2 separate regions of the Danio rerio genome follow, and region 2 is linked to region 1. The links are chromatin contacts, called in public Hi-C maps. All regions are on one chromosome and are shown on one strand. Each heading gives the region's core, a stretch centred on a gene start, on an enhancer-like site or on the middle of the called end of the contact. The rest is flanking DNA. Distances are from core to core; before and after follow the strand shown. Region 1 holds the start of ube2z (ubiquitin-conjugating enzyme E2Z). Region 2 holds the start of atf4b (activating transcription factor 4b).

What was found. Hi-C and Micro-C count contacts between places; a contact is called where the count stands out from the background.
Region 2: a Hi-C map of hematopoietic stem cells shows a contact between it and region 1, with 4 times the contacts expected there. The contact joins the promoter of atf4b here to the promoter of ube2z in region 1. A contact is called at or near these places in 1 of 18 Hi-C or Micro-C datasets (hematopoietic stem cells) and 1 of 4 datasets of contacts at active chromatin or transcription factors (embryo).

The regions. Positions count from the first base shown.
Region 1 is chr3:22,333,943-22,341,446 of GRCz12tu, forward strand. ube2z (ubiquitin-conjugating enzyme E2Z) reads right to left here and starts at 2,816. Exons shown (of 7, transcript NM_001002330.5): 1 at 2,090-2,816; 2 at 567-639. The coding sequence starts at 2,478. It overlaps atp5mc1 (ATP synthase membrane subunit c locus 1), which reads right to left. Exons shown (of 5, transcript NM_213028.1): 4 at 5,643-5,830; 5 at 5,241-5,560. The coding sequence ends at 5,446.
Region 2 is chr3:22,936,274-22,943,777 of GRCz12tu, forward strand. It overlaps atf4b (activating transcription factor 4b), which reads left to right and starts at 3,020. Exons shown (of 3, transcript NM_001103192.2): 1 at 3,020-3,173; 2 at 3,975-4,373; 3 at 4,478-5,899. The coding sequence starts at 4,073. The coding sequence ends at 5,454. It overlaps prr15la (proline rich 15 like a), which reads left to right. Exons shown (of 2, transcript NM_001003478.1): 2 at 1,147-2,348. The coding sequence starts at 1,164. The coding sequence ends at 1,496. si:dkey-110g7.8 reads right to left here. Exons shown (of 4, transcript XM_073944380.1): 3 at 7,479-7,504; 4 at 6,173-7,359. The coding sequence ends at 7,307.

The DNA of each region.
Region 1 (7,504 bases), core at 1,566-4,065:
TATATATATATATATATATATATATATATATATATATATATATATATAGATAAGTAACGTCTGATTCAAAGTCTAAAACTCAGAGTGTGATCGAGCCTGATTTCCGATCAGGTAATCAAATCTGGACATCCCCAAAGGAGTATGGTTTATTAAAAACAACATTGCTAAATTAAACGTATAACTTTACCCTTTAAAGCATCAACACAATAAAAGATTAAGCCGGCACACATTTTGATTTACAGAAGTGTTTATATACCCCAAAATCTTGTAACTAAAAACAATTTGATCATCACATACTGAAAAGCTCACAGAAAGAATCAGTGCAGACTTCAATGAATAATTAATTTTTTTTTTTTTAATTTTGCCCTTATATTATTTAAACTTATAACTGAATAAGTAGTGTAAACGTAATGCACATTGATAACAATGCATGAACCGTGCATGTGCAAAGCATTATTGTTCACTAATATTATAACAAAAGAAGGAAGGATGGAGGGAGTGCATAAGAAAGTGGGATATGATGAAATACCACTAACTGTGCAAGTCTCTGAAATGTTGCTGCTTACCTTAGTCATGTCATGGGGATCTGGGACCACAAACATACCTGGAGGGGGTTCTTTATAAATGGACATAATGTCTCTAAATGGAGGAAAGAAGACAGAGAATCACTAACAACACTGAGAAATTACTCCAGTAAACAAGTATCCGTCACATAACCCTCCACTTTTATCAAAGCACGAGACGGAAACAGAAGTCACATATATACCATGCCAAGAAAATCATCAGATCAATAAATGCCTGGATTACACAGTCAAACCGCACATAAACAAAACTGACTGGCTGTAACTGAGTGCATTGGTTTTGTGTCCACATTTCCATTATTAGTCCTCTGGGGACATCTATCAAAATATTGCCCAGGCCAAAGTCATTGCCAAGTGACAATTCCCAAAAGTGGCAACACTCACTGTGTCTCAAAAGCAACATGCCCACAACAAATTAATCTGCAAATATGCTTGTAACAGTGGGCTTAAAAAGGTTTCAGCATGCAAGGTAGTACAGATGGACTTGATGTTGGCTTAATCTTTTTCTCTACTTAAAATGCAAAATGTAGTGATAACTAGTTGGGTGGATGTCTGAATCACACTTTGCACTCAGATAAAGTAAGTTACTATTGGTGTGTTTAATGTTCAGTTTTGTATGCAACAGCCATTAATACTGAAGAAAGGTGTGCACAACTAAGATGTAAATGAATTAGAAAAAACAAAACAACAACTTAACTTTAAACAATTAATATATTTATTTTTAAAACTTTCATATTTATAATATTTTAATGCCATTTGACTACTGTTTAAAGTCTTATTTATTAATTTGCCATAACTCAATTGCTTTTTAAAAAATTAATTACACATATATTATAAAGTCTACTATTTATACATTTGCCACGGTTTATGGAAGTAAACAATCCATATCGAAGATGGAAATATATAATTAATAATAATTTCTCACATTTATATAGCTGTGTTCTGGACGCTCAAAGCCTAAATATCTCCTTATCCAACAGCAGAGAATGGTGTTTGATGAATTGAAAGTTCCAAAGCATATGGTTTATTGAAAATAACATTGCTTAATTAAATGTACAACTTTAGCTTTTAAAGCATCAATACAATAAAAGATTAAGCCCTCACACATTTTGACTTGCAGAGAACACCCAACTAGAATGAAAAACAACTTCGTATAATAACAATAAATTTTTGAATGATTTCATTTTAAGGTTATCACTATTTATTAATTTGACCTAAATTCCTCAACATTTTATTAAAGGCTTAACCAAGACATGTATATTTAGGATTGAAATAAAATTTTATTAAGTAAACGTTCCATCAAAATAAAAAATCTAAAAATGTTTAACAATGTGTTATTGCTTTGGTCCACTATTTCCATGCCAGCAGCACAAAATGACAGCTACAAATTGAATCGATTAAGTTCATTCAGCATTAATATTTACTTTTCAATCGCAAAGAGGCTGACATAAAACTTCTCTTAAATTTCCCTAAACAAACTCTGACACTTCAAGACAGTCTATCGTTACCTTTTTATTCGGAGAATACACTGCTGAGACGCCTTTTCGTTGTCCCAGTCGGTGCTTAACGTGGGATCCCAGGAGGTGGCGTGAATTTGAGACAGGAGGCCCGCTCCGGCCGGGACTCCAGAACCGATACCGGGCGGCAGGGATGGAAGAACGGCCACGGGGACTGTGGAACTGACCGCATGGGTGAGCACACCGAGCCCGCTCTCCACGGCCGGAGTGATGGTATGCGCCATCCCGGGCTCGACCACAGCCAGGCCGGTGTCTGCCGGAGGCGGTGAGGCTGATGAATGCCCCGGTATAGAATTACCCAAACTCGCGGACAACTGCGCTCCGTGGCCCTGCGCCGCCCCCACGGAACCGTTGGCCTCCTCCGTAACGCTGTCCGCCATCGCCGATGAGACCGAAGAGCCGCAAACTGTTTGACCAGCTGTCAGTTCAATCAGTTTCCTTTGCAGTTTCTGTTTCTCCTCGCTCGGAAGCAAGTGGAGGAGGGCAGGACGAGAAATAACTCCTACATATTCTCCCGTTTCCCTCTTCCGACCTCAACTATTATAACGACCTATCTCAAAGGAGGAACTAAGTTTAACGTTTTATACGAATTAGCAGTGTTCGGCGAAGCATTCAACGTTCACATCAATGAGTAACAGTGTCTAAACGCCCGTAAACGTAGTTTCTCCTCGCTCGGCCAGGCCTGTTTATAAATGTTGTTTCATTTCTCTTCACTTCCTCCTCGTTTGGGTGGAAACAGCGTCGTCTAGTGGTGCACTCCTGTGAAGAATTATAATGTATTTATTTAACATGCGACATACACACGATGTCAGGCGTAAGACACGCCTTATAATAGTTATTGGTTAATTTATTAGTAAAAGTTAGCACGAGACGCGTACATTTGCAAGCGTTTCATCTATATCAGTTTACGGAAACTATCCAAAGTTTTTATTAGTCTCAGATTACGTTGTTATTTCTGTTACCATGGCAACATCATATTTTTGACTACTACGCCATCATAAATTGTAGAAAGTACAGAAAGGCGGCGGCTTTTAGACACATTTAACTTTTAATTATAATTTTGATTAAGTGGCCAAATTCTGACTAAGGACAGTTTAATGAGCTGGCCATTTTTTATTTGACCATATAGTTTTTATTTTTAAACAAGTTTTACTAGATTCCTATATATATTTTTTTTAAATTATGGATAATAATAAATTATTAACAACTTTTTCCATATTTCTTTTTATTTTTTTTAAATGTTAATCTCATAACAATATTTATAAATCTTAATTAACTTACAGGTTTATAAATTTGAAAATAAAAGCTTCTTAGTAAAATAGCCTACTATGGTAAGCACTTTAACAACGGTTACGATCACCATCCGGAAAGCTGATCAAAGATTAGTTCTTAAAATGCCAGTAAAACGCATAATTAAATAGAAAATCGAGAAGAATACTTGCAAAAAAGTCCACTTATTCAGAAATAATAATAAAAAAAACACTCTATTCAATAGGCCAGTTACAGGCCTGAAATCATTTTCCATCATGTTCAACAGATGAAAAACCCTTATTCACATTAAAAAGAAAATCAGCCCTTTATTTACTCACCCCATAGCATCTGTGTGACTTTCTTCTTTTAGCCAATTTGAAGATATAAAAATATAGCTTCTGACAGTTTCAAGCTGTACAATGGCAGATAATGACTGTTTTGTATCTAGGATCCAAAACAAGTCCAATACAGTTCATCCATCCACAATACAGTGCTCACAACTCTATGAATAGATTTGTGAGCTAATCAACAGCTGGTTAATAAAGGTCTCCTGCAGTGATTGATTCATTTTTATTACAACATTAACTGTCAAAAATATTAAAGTTTGTATTATATATTTGTTGAATATAGATTGAGCGTTCAGCAGACACTTTCCCGGAATGGTGTAGGCGGTGGGACGAATGTACAAGTGAGGCAAATGTGGAATTTTTCCAAATGAATTGGACTGAATGAAAAATCACATGCAGCTAGAGTGACCTGAGGGTGAAACCACATGAGGGGCAGGTGAGTAAATATTCAATTTTGGGTGAACCATCCCTTTTAAGGTTAGAAACAACTTAAGGTGAATTCAGCTTTCGGTGAAAACTCAAATAATTTAGCAGTGAGAATACACAGAATTACCTTAACTTCACCTTCAGCAGAAATTAGTATATTTGATCAGTGATTATTAGTTTAACTATCAGCCAAACTACGAGAGCATCATCTTCACCTTCTAGGTGTAATTTGTGCTAAACTTACAATTGATTACCAATTGCAGTAAATTGTGCTAGAAAAAAAAAACCACAAACAAAAAAAAAAAAAATCCAATGGAAATTAAGATTGTTTTGTGCTGCTGGGGGAAATTTGTGAAAAAGTGTACAATGTTATTTGATACATCTAAAATTAACAGCATAATTTGAAAAAAGTGTGTATGTGTCCAAACTCTTTCCCTGGGCGGGTGTCTTGCTTAGTTAAGCTTCAACTGCCTTTAACTCACTTACCTGGAACAATTAGTATACCTAGAAAGAGCTTGATTAGCTGGCTCAGGTGTGTTTAATTGGGGTTTGGAACTTAAATATGCAGGACACCAGCCTGTGGTCTCAAACTCAACTGCTGGAGGACCGCATCTCTGTACAGTTTAGCTCTAACCACCTACATCTCATACCTCTCTAGTAGTCTTAAACACTCAATTGGATCAGCTGTATTTGATTAGGGTTGAAGCAAAACTGTGCAGAGCTGCGGCCCTCCAGGAATGGTTTAGGACCTACGATCTAGGCAATTACCAGAGTAATTCTGGTATCCATCTTTTACCATGTGATTCAATCACGTACATATGCACAAATCATCTAAATTATTCTTTGAACTAAAATGAACTTAAGTGTACCTTAAACTAAGCACCAATGTGCACGTAAATAACTGTACGTTTGTCTAAATCAAGACCATATTATACATTTAACCACTGTGTGGTCTTCAGGTATTAATGTATAATACAATCAGTAAGTTCTTTCTTTGATGATATTTGCATAATGACAACAAATCTAAAAATAAATAAACGTGAATTCAATTAGTTAAATAAAAAAAGCCAAGGAGTGTTTGCATTCTTAGGAGAAACAAAACGCACAAGAGCAATAGGGATTTCAACCATTTATTCAGATGGTCTTATGTGAAGGGAGTTCTTACATAAAACGTTCAGATAGAGAAAAACGGTACAGGGGAACATAAAAAGGAGAGTTTCTTGTAGTTTTGTTGGAATGGCAATGCCACGGCCTATGCTGTGTGTCAGAGTTCCAATCTCCTGATTGAGGGAGTCGAACCGCATTGAAGACAAAACATCCAGATTACATGGCGAACAGGATGAGGAACGCCACCATCAGACAGAACAGACCCATGGCCTCAGACAATGCAAAGCCCAAAATGGCATAGGAAAAGAGCTGCTGTTTCAAGGAGGGATTCCTGCAAATTGATAAAAGTGATTAGACAAACTACATATGCAAACAAACTAAATAGAAGAGCCTGATTTTAAAGCTCAGTTAACCTGGCATAGCCAATAATGAGGCTGCCGAACACTGTCCCGATTCCAGCTCCAGATCCGGCCACACCGACTGTGGCAGCACCAGCGCCAATGAATTTGGCTGCTGTGTCGATATCCCTGGATGCAACGCTGGTCTGGAAGCCCCGAGTTACATTAAGAAGGGCTGCTTCACTGACTGGCAATAGAGCTGCCTGAAGAGAAAAAAAGAGGCAAGAAATTAAAGTGTGCAACAAAAGCAATAAACAAAATTCTAAATATCAAAATTCCCTGACTTCTCTCAGAGTAAATAGGTGAATTTGGAAAACAAGGCCAAATGTTGTGCTTGTATACAAGTAATTATATATTTTAAATGTTAACAAATTATTATAATGAACTGTTTGCTTGAACATCATTTAATATCAATGGTTGCCCTCTGCTTTGAGAGGGTTCAGGTGTACGTGCACATAGCTAGGTTAAACACTGAGGAAAAATTGAGTATGGGTCACCATACTTGGCCACATGCCATGACTTTCCCTTCCTACGAACCCCAATAAATAAAATAATTTAAAAGTAATACAAAGTTTAACACATTTTTACACTGTATAAAAACGATTTTACCTCAGATTTAAACAAAAACTGGAGGCAGTTATGATTACCTGTGAATGCCCTCCTTCCATGTTTGATAGCTTGATAGTAGTTTTACAAAACTTACATTTATAAGATATATACAGCGTTCAGAAAGTGAAACTAAATAACTTTCAAGACCTTTTTAATACTATGGATGTTAAGACCATGTTTCCCCTGGTAACATTGGTGACATTACCGTACAGTGATTAAATACTGATTATAATGAAAAATTCCTAAACTAAAAATTCATATATCGAATAGAAATGATAATTGGCACTTATAGAACTCCAGGATTTCATAAACTACACAGCAGGCCAATGTTTAGATGAAGTTCAGGCAAACTTTAGCAACTATACACTGCAGTATATAAAAAAATAAATAAATAAATAAATAAAAAAACGTAACAACTTGTAAATACTTGAAGGGCCCTACATTTCTCTAAATTGATTTATCAACTCAACACTTTTAAGACCCCACAGGCATCCTGATTTATCTTTTGTCATATACATTTTAGTAGTCAAAAGCTCTCAAATTATACATTATGGCCCTAGTTAACGGGTCCAATATAGTGAGTGCACCTGACTAAGGAGACTTGGTTAACAAGCAAGAAAGGAATAAAATAGAACTGAAAAATAACCATAACAATAAATAAAGCACAACATATAAATTAAGGTATACAATGGTGCCTGCAGCCGTACGGCTGTATGCATTGTCTGTACCTACCATGAGAGGGCACAAATAAATGGCGCTTTATTTTTTGCATAATTTAAATTGATTATTAAACGGTACACACTGTGATATATTGACAAAGCAAGAAAGAATAAAAATAAATAAAAGGAATGCACTTGTGTGTTTTAAAGTATGTGCTTGCATGGTGGGAAATCTATTGGCTTTAGTTTTGCTGGCAGTTTTCGCACACAAAATTACAATTCAGATAGCCATTGTTTAAAACAAGGTTCAAAATGAGTAAACTCTATAACCTTTTAAGGACCAAGGCATTTTTTTAATATGCATTTTTTATTTCTATTTGCTATTTAGGCTTATTGGAACCTAGATAGAATAATTACCCAAGTATCATCTTTTTGATATGATGTACTTTTGGAGAAAAATTATGTCTAAATGTGGACTTATGGTAAAGATTTACATAACACTTCTTTTTAACCCTTTGTAAAGAATATTTTACAAACATTTTTTTGAACACGTTTTGACTATTAGAGTAAAAATAACATTTCCTCCCTATTTTGAACAGTTAAAAATAG
Region 2 (7,504 bases), core at 1,770-4,269, 600 kb after region 1:
TTTCATAGGATTGGTGTGTTTACGTTAGATTTACAACACCGCAAAAGCATCAGCTGGAGCACATTGATTTTATAGCACCAGGTTAAACTTTCTGACACCTTCATGACAATTAAATATATCAAAAATAAATACAGGCCACAACTGAACATAAAAGACTATCTCCGAGTGGCGGTCTCTACAATTAAACCAAGAAAACACTGTGTCTACCATTCTCATTAGTTGAGGTTAATCTTAAATTAAACAAATTAATGAATGAATATAAAATGATATGGTTGTTAGACTGTTGCACTTTTTGTGTTGTCAATATGTTGGTGTTTATGTAAGCCTATTTTTGTGTGAGCAACATTTGTATATTTTTTAACTGAGAAATTTGGGGGTCGCGAGTCACTGGCATTGTTATTTTAGGGGTCACGGGCTGAATAGTGTCGGAGCCCCAGAACTAGTCTGCTTACATGAATTGTTTTTAACATTAGTCACACACACACACACACACACACACACACAAACACACACACACACACACACACACACACACACACAAAAACATTCACAATCAGAATTGTTTCTTTATAATTAAATCTGCATATTAAAAAGATTTTTTTCAAGGATCGTGTGAAGACTGGAGTAATAACGCTGAAAATTTTGCTTTAACACTACAGGAATAAATTAGATAATAATCATATTATTTCACAACATTAATTATATTTATTATTCCAATGCTAATAATAATCCAAAATTATTCCAATATTATTGATCCATTAACCAATACATAAAAAGTAGCAGCTAAGCTCCTTAGCATTAGCATGAACTACGTTGTGCATTTCCATCCTACTGCCATATAGCTGCAGATCAGTGTGCGAAACATGAGGCCTGTAACTGAATCTGTACAAGTTAAAACCTAGCATACCTCTACCATATGGTGCTTATTGAATTACACTAAAAAATTCATTAGCGGCTGTCCCTTCTAATATAAGAAACAGATCTTACATTAACATTAGCTCACACTCTCAGAGCTCGGTTTACACTTTATGACTATTCTTATTACCCGTCTTCTAATAAACAAAAGCAACATGTTCCCTTTCTTATTTAGGCCTGCTGTTTTTGTGTTTAATCACAGATATATCTCTCATTCTGTCCTTTTCGCAGAAACTGCCATTAACACAATGGCGACCGCAGAACCTGCCCCAGCCTGGTGGAAACTGACCTTCCTGCGAAAAAAGAAATCGGAGCCAAAAGTGCTGTATGAAATCGCAGGAGACCACAGCAGCAATGGCGGAGAGGCATCTGGGACCACTGATGCTGCAACAGACAGCCAGTTTAATGCCCGCTTGGAGCGCATTGTGGACAAAACAGCAACAAAGGGGCGACATGTGAAAGTCTCGCATTCAGGTCGCTTTAAAGAGAAGAAACGAATCCGCTCTACTCTAGCAGAAAACCCTGAGCTTTTCCCTGAGGCCGAAACGACAGCTAATGAGAACAATAAAAGTGGAAAATAGAGTCGCTGTGTAAACACACTAGCATGTGTGTGTAAAGCAGCTCAAGAGGGCCAGCACTCTTCCAATTGACGTCCTCTGCCGTTTACAATCGCCTGAAGCTCTGAGCCTGAAGCAAGAGCAGGATCGCTGAATTAATGACTGATCTATACTGATGTTTGGTAACAAAGACATGCACAAACCCAAAGATCAGGTTTCTTCACAGATACACACAGCACCACTGCATTGTGGTCGACCCTTGAAAGGCTGACATTTAGCAAATGTTTAGCAAAGAGAAGGAATCAAACCAATCATATAGCAGCACAAGATGTCAGTAATGATAGTGGTTATTCTTTGATTATTTCTTATATATTATATGGTGAATCAGTTGCAGCTAGAGCACTTGTGATTCAACATATTAAAAAATTATTACAAGCATTGTGCTACAATGTTAAAAGGTTTTTTAGTAATGTCTATTCCAAATTTATACTGTAATTATATTAAACATAGATTGCTGGTATCTTTGAAAAACTAAATAAAAACAAAGTGTCATCATTGCTTGAATAGACCAAAATATATATTCTGAATAATAACTCTCTTGCTATAATACACAATTTTAGCCTCTTGTGTTGCTGTGTCGGGTTTCATTTAGATTTTTAATCTTGGTTGCTATTTATTGTACAGAGATTTTATAAAATGTAATCTGAAAATGGAGGGGGTTTATAATTGCTTTTTGTTTAATAAAATGGTCAAACATTTGCACAATGTCTAATTTAATAGTTTGCTTAGCTGTGATTAAACACTTAGTTTTGTACAAATGTATGCATTGTTTCAAATATACCTCTGTAGAAAATAAATTATTGCTTTCAAGATGTGGATTTATCTTTTATTCTGTATTTTTTCTTTTGAATTTTTCTATGTAAAAGCCTAAGAAACATTACCTACAACTTGACCTTCCTGGAAGTGGCTTCCAATTCTCCTTTGTTTCTACTCGAGTAGTTTATCCCTTTAATTATTTTTGTCAACCGCTAAGAACAACGATCTTCCTTTTTTGTTTTTCCAAAACAATATTTCCGAGGCAAAACTCGTGTTTTTAGTTTTTGTACCAGAAGAGGGCGATAAAACCAACTTTTTCCGGAAATTGCAGACGACCTTCCCTGAAATGACTCATACATGCTTTTGTGTTTGTTTTGACTTTGTCCTCACGAAATCTATTGGTCACTTATTGATACCGATATACACATATAATGTTGATATTTATTTGATATCTATCATACTTGACAAAACAGTACACCACAATACACTTAATGCCAAGCCATGTCAGTTTAATGACTTCAAAATAGATCACAAAATAATCATAAAATATTTCTGAACTGATCTAAAATTGTTAAAGGTTAAATTTCCAACTCAAAATTATACAAAACTGATAAAAAGTGATGGATCTATATGCTGTCTGTGCTCAACAACACAAGACGAAACGCTCCGGCGGAAGGATATGTCTGGGTGGTACTGCGTCCTATATAAACTTGAAACGCGTCGTCGCCGGCAGATCCGTTCTCTTGCAAAGCTGATTGTTGTTGAAAGCCGAGCGATTCTGCTCTCCGCCGAAATGGCCGTGTGAACTGCAGCCTGTAGACAGCGCGCAAACAACTCAGTGCATCAACATAGTGCACTGGTTCAGTACATTTATATCAAAATGGCGTAAGTATAATTTTTTTGATTGTTTTAAAATGTTACGTCGTGTCTGGTAGCCGGCGAGACGGAAGTGTTGCGTTAGAAGTTCAGCCAAATAAGCATTAATGTGTCCAGTTTATTTTAGTCGTGATTGTCAAACAATGTATTCATATTATGTTTATAATAGATCATGGTAAATGGTTTCTGTGAAAATGGGGTCATTACATGTCGTCTGGAGTCGGGTTTAGCGCGCCATGTGTCAACCTGACAATGACAAGATCATTCGATGAATTTATAGTCATTTCTGCTTTAAAATCCACTTTAACGTATATGTTTTATTTAGTAAATGAGTGTCAAATCTCTCAGATAATGGTGAATTCAATTAAATTGAGTGGGACTGTTTAATTTATTATTCTTTGTTATTGCGTGCTCGTTATAAAATGGCGCACGTTCCTGAAAGGGGAGCGGCGAGTCCCTGAAATGGCGGATTTGCCCATTTTAATAAAGCAATAGGACGTTGAACTATGTTTTTACCAAAAATGTTTGTGTTCACCTAATTTTAGTGTTGTATGAAAAGAGTAGCCTAACGTGACTTGACTCGGGTATATTTGTATTTGTTTTTTTATTAATGGAAGCTAGTCTGCTGACTGGAAGTGACAAAGAACATCACGTGGTAAATGCCCATATATGGGTAGAGAAGGGTGTGGGCTGATGGTGTGATTATGAGTCAGAAATAACTTGTGGGCCTTTTCCTAGAGTCTGTTTATTTAGTTTTCTTTTAAGTCATGTTATATAAGAGAATAACTACTTTTTTTGTTTTGTTTACAGGTCCTTTGTGGCAACTCTGATCTTTGCTGTACCCGACAGCACGAAATTATTTGAATTCTCAGTAGAAGATTCTCTGATTCCACTTGAAATAGACAGCCATGTCTTTGATGAGCTCACGGTTTGGCCTGGACGATATGGAGGTCCTTCTCTGGGACCCATCATCACCGATGGCTGACCCTCTGCGGTCAATTCTAGATAAAGATGAAGAGGTTCTTCCTCTTGGAGGTGCTGAATCACCCCTCTCATCTTTCTCTTCCTCTTCACTTCCCTCTCTTTCCCCACCTTGTACTCCTCCCTCCCCTCAGAGGGGGGAGAAGGCTGGGCTTGATCCGGTGTCTCTGCCCTGGTTACCCTCAGATGAGCTGTGCCTAGATAATCGTGGCACAGACAGTGGTGAAGGTGAGGTGTAGACATTTGAAAACGTACATCATTTCTTTGTAAATACTTTTCCATAAGCATTTTATGGCATTCAGTTGTGAGATTAATTAATTTTTTTATTTCAGATCATTCGTTTAGTGGAATGGATTGGATGACAGAACGAATTGATCTGAGTGAGTTTGATCTGGAGTCTTTGATAGACTCTTATGATTCTGAGGATCCACCCAGTTCTCCTGAGGAGCTCATTGCTTCTCTGGAGTCACAGATTGACCTGGAGTCCCTGCCTGTAGCTTCTGACAATACTTCACCCTCTCCATCAGCCTCTGTCCCTGAAATTGATCAACTCTCCAACCTTTCATTCACTTTGAATACTCCAGTTACTACACATCTCATTCCCCCATCCCCTTGTGAAATCTTAGATTCCTCCTCGGTGGTCCCTGAGCCCCAGGCTGAGTTTGAGATCAAGTCTGAACCAGCCTCTCCAGTCCCTTCACCTTCAGTCCTTCCCCCTGAGTCCCCTACTGACACTCTTGAGCTTGGTTGCGAGGTGGACATAGCAGAAGTTCAGAGTCCATCCCCTGTAGAGTTGCGGGTTCCTAAATTTGTCCTCTCTTTGTCCCCGACCCGCATTGTTTTTGTACTTGCTCCCAAAGAGGAGGTTAATGCAATGGCTACCCATTCAGGTGAGGTGGTTGTGGAAAGTTCCCCAAGTCCAACCTTCTCTGAACCCAAAACCCCATCCTGTCCTCCGTCCCGCTCTTCTAGAGCAAAGCCCTACCTTTCCCACGATTTTAAGACCACCAAAAATCAGCAGTCAGAGTCGCCTACCCTTACAGGACGAGTGAAGTCAGCCAGTGGCTCAAAGGTTGTGGTTGAGAAGAAAAAGCTGAAGAAAATGGAACAGAACAAGACTGCGGCAACTCGCTACAGACAGAAAAAGCGTGCAGAGCAAGAGACGCTCCTGTCAGAATGTGCAGTGCTCGAGGAGAGAAATCAAGAGCTGGCAGAAAAAGCTGAGTCTCTTACAAAGGAGATCCAGTACCTGAAAGAGCTAATGGAAGAAGTCAAGAGGGCAAGAGAGAACAGAAGTTCGAGAACATAAAAGGACTCAGAAGCTGAGCAAAATTGACGGTTTAGCATAGCCTGAAGTGCAGAATGCTAGTTATGAATGTTAGTCCTAAAAGAAAGTATTATATGAAGGGTTGAAAAAAAAACTGTTGATTTCTTCCCCGGTTTCTAAATAGAAAAGCTTTTTTTTTAGCATGTCAGCTATCAACAGAGCTTTATATTTTGTATTTTTTTAGTCGTGTGTATCTTATCCTATGCACTGTATTCTAATATAATGCATTGTGTATTAAAAATGTTTAGTCCTAAAATGATGCTGTAGAAATGCTTTGTATTTAACCTTTCCCAACGATTTAATAATAGAAATTGTTTGGTGTACACATACTGAATTATCTATTTAGGAATTTTGTTTTTGTATGGACCTCTCACTGCATATCACCCAGCTTGAACCTTATATGTATATTAAACCTTTCTAAAAATAATGTTTTCTTTTGTCTGTTTTTTTTTTTTTTCATAAAGCACCATCAATGATTAATTAAAATATTTAAAGATGGCTTTGTCATTCACCACATAAATAAGTCAATTTAGACTAGGAATATTTACACATTGACATGGTATTAGTGTAATAAAATAAATGTTTTATAAATTATTAGAAGTCAATGGTCAATGTTTTAGACCAAAACTGGCATTTTAAATATAATTGTTCAGTGCAACCTTTAAATATTTACAAATGAGTTCACACTTGAAGCTGTACCTAACATAAATTGTATTCTTTATTTATATGGAAATTTGTAGTGAAAAGCAGACAAAAAGTTAAATCTTTCAGTTGTGTCAATCCAGTTGAAAGTCACATTTGAGGTTGAAATGCTAGCCTATCAACAAGTGTGGTATATATTTGTGGACAAGATAAAAAATACTATGCAATGGTAATAACCATGCACTTAACGACCAGCATATATTAAATAATGTTGACACCAGAGTCCTGAGTTTATCCTTATTAGTATCCAACCTTCAGTAGCAAAAAAGTATTCATAGTTGAACAACTGCATACATGAGAATCCAGCTCTGTTTGGGGTTTACATACTTACCTATATAGATGTTCTGATGTAATTCTGTATTTAACAATGAATGTACATGAAAAACTAAAAATAGAATAATATTGGTCATATGATTTGTTTGTTTCCACCATTCATTTTACAAAACACTTGAAAATAATAAGTAACAAAACGTGCATGCGTTTGCAATAAAGTAATTGAGTAATTGTTTACAGGATTAAAAATTATAAGTGATTTATGTGGTTTTAATAAAAGTTAATGTAACAAAAATCCAGTTCCTAAATAAATAAAAATACTGATTTGCAAATGCTTAATTTGAAATTTAATGTTCTTAAAGGCAGGTAATGTTCTTTTTAGTCATCATCACTTCTGTTGAACACAAAAAACAACGCTGGTTGATGGCACCCATTGACTTTAGTAGTATTTTTTTCCTACTATGGATTTCAATGGGTGTCATCAACCAGTATTTTTTAAAAAGGAGATTAAAACTCAAAAAATTTAAAACCACATGAAGGAAAATAAATGATTCGTTCTTTTCTTTTCATTTTTTTTTTTTTTTTTGATGAACTTTTTAACTTGTAAAACTTGTAAAAATAAATATATAATATTGATGGGAATATATTCACAAATCCTTGTCATTTTTCTAATGGAGACCTCAATGTATCTTGTACCTCTGTGTAATACAGATGTCAACATAAGTGATCGATTGTGTCAAATTCAGAGTGAATGGCCCTATAGATAATAAACATTTTCATTAATACTGCTTGTCTTTTGATGCAAAAATCAATAATGTTTACATTCATCTTGCATTTGCATTCTATTTTCTCTTATTTCTCACTGCAAACTGCACCTTCCACTCATTTCTTCATCATCTAGTTCTTGGTTCACTGTAAAACAAGGATGCAATGATCAGTTTTTACATAAAATTGAAAATATTCAAATAGACAGAAAAGATAATGTGATGTGAAATCCTCTAATTAAATAAGCAGTGATTGATAACACTTACATTTGACTGGTAGGAAAGGCTTCTGT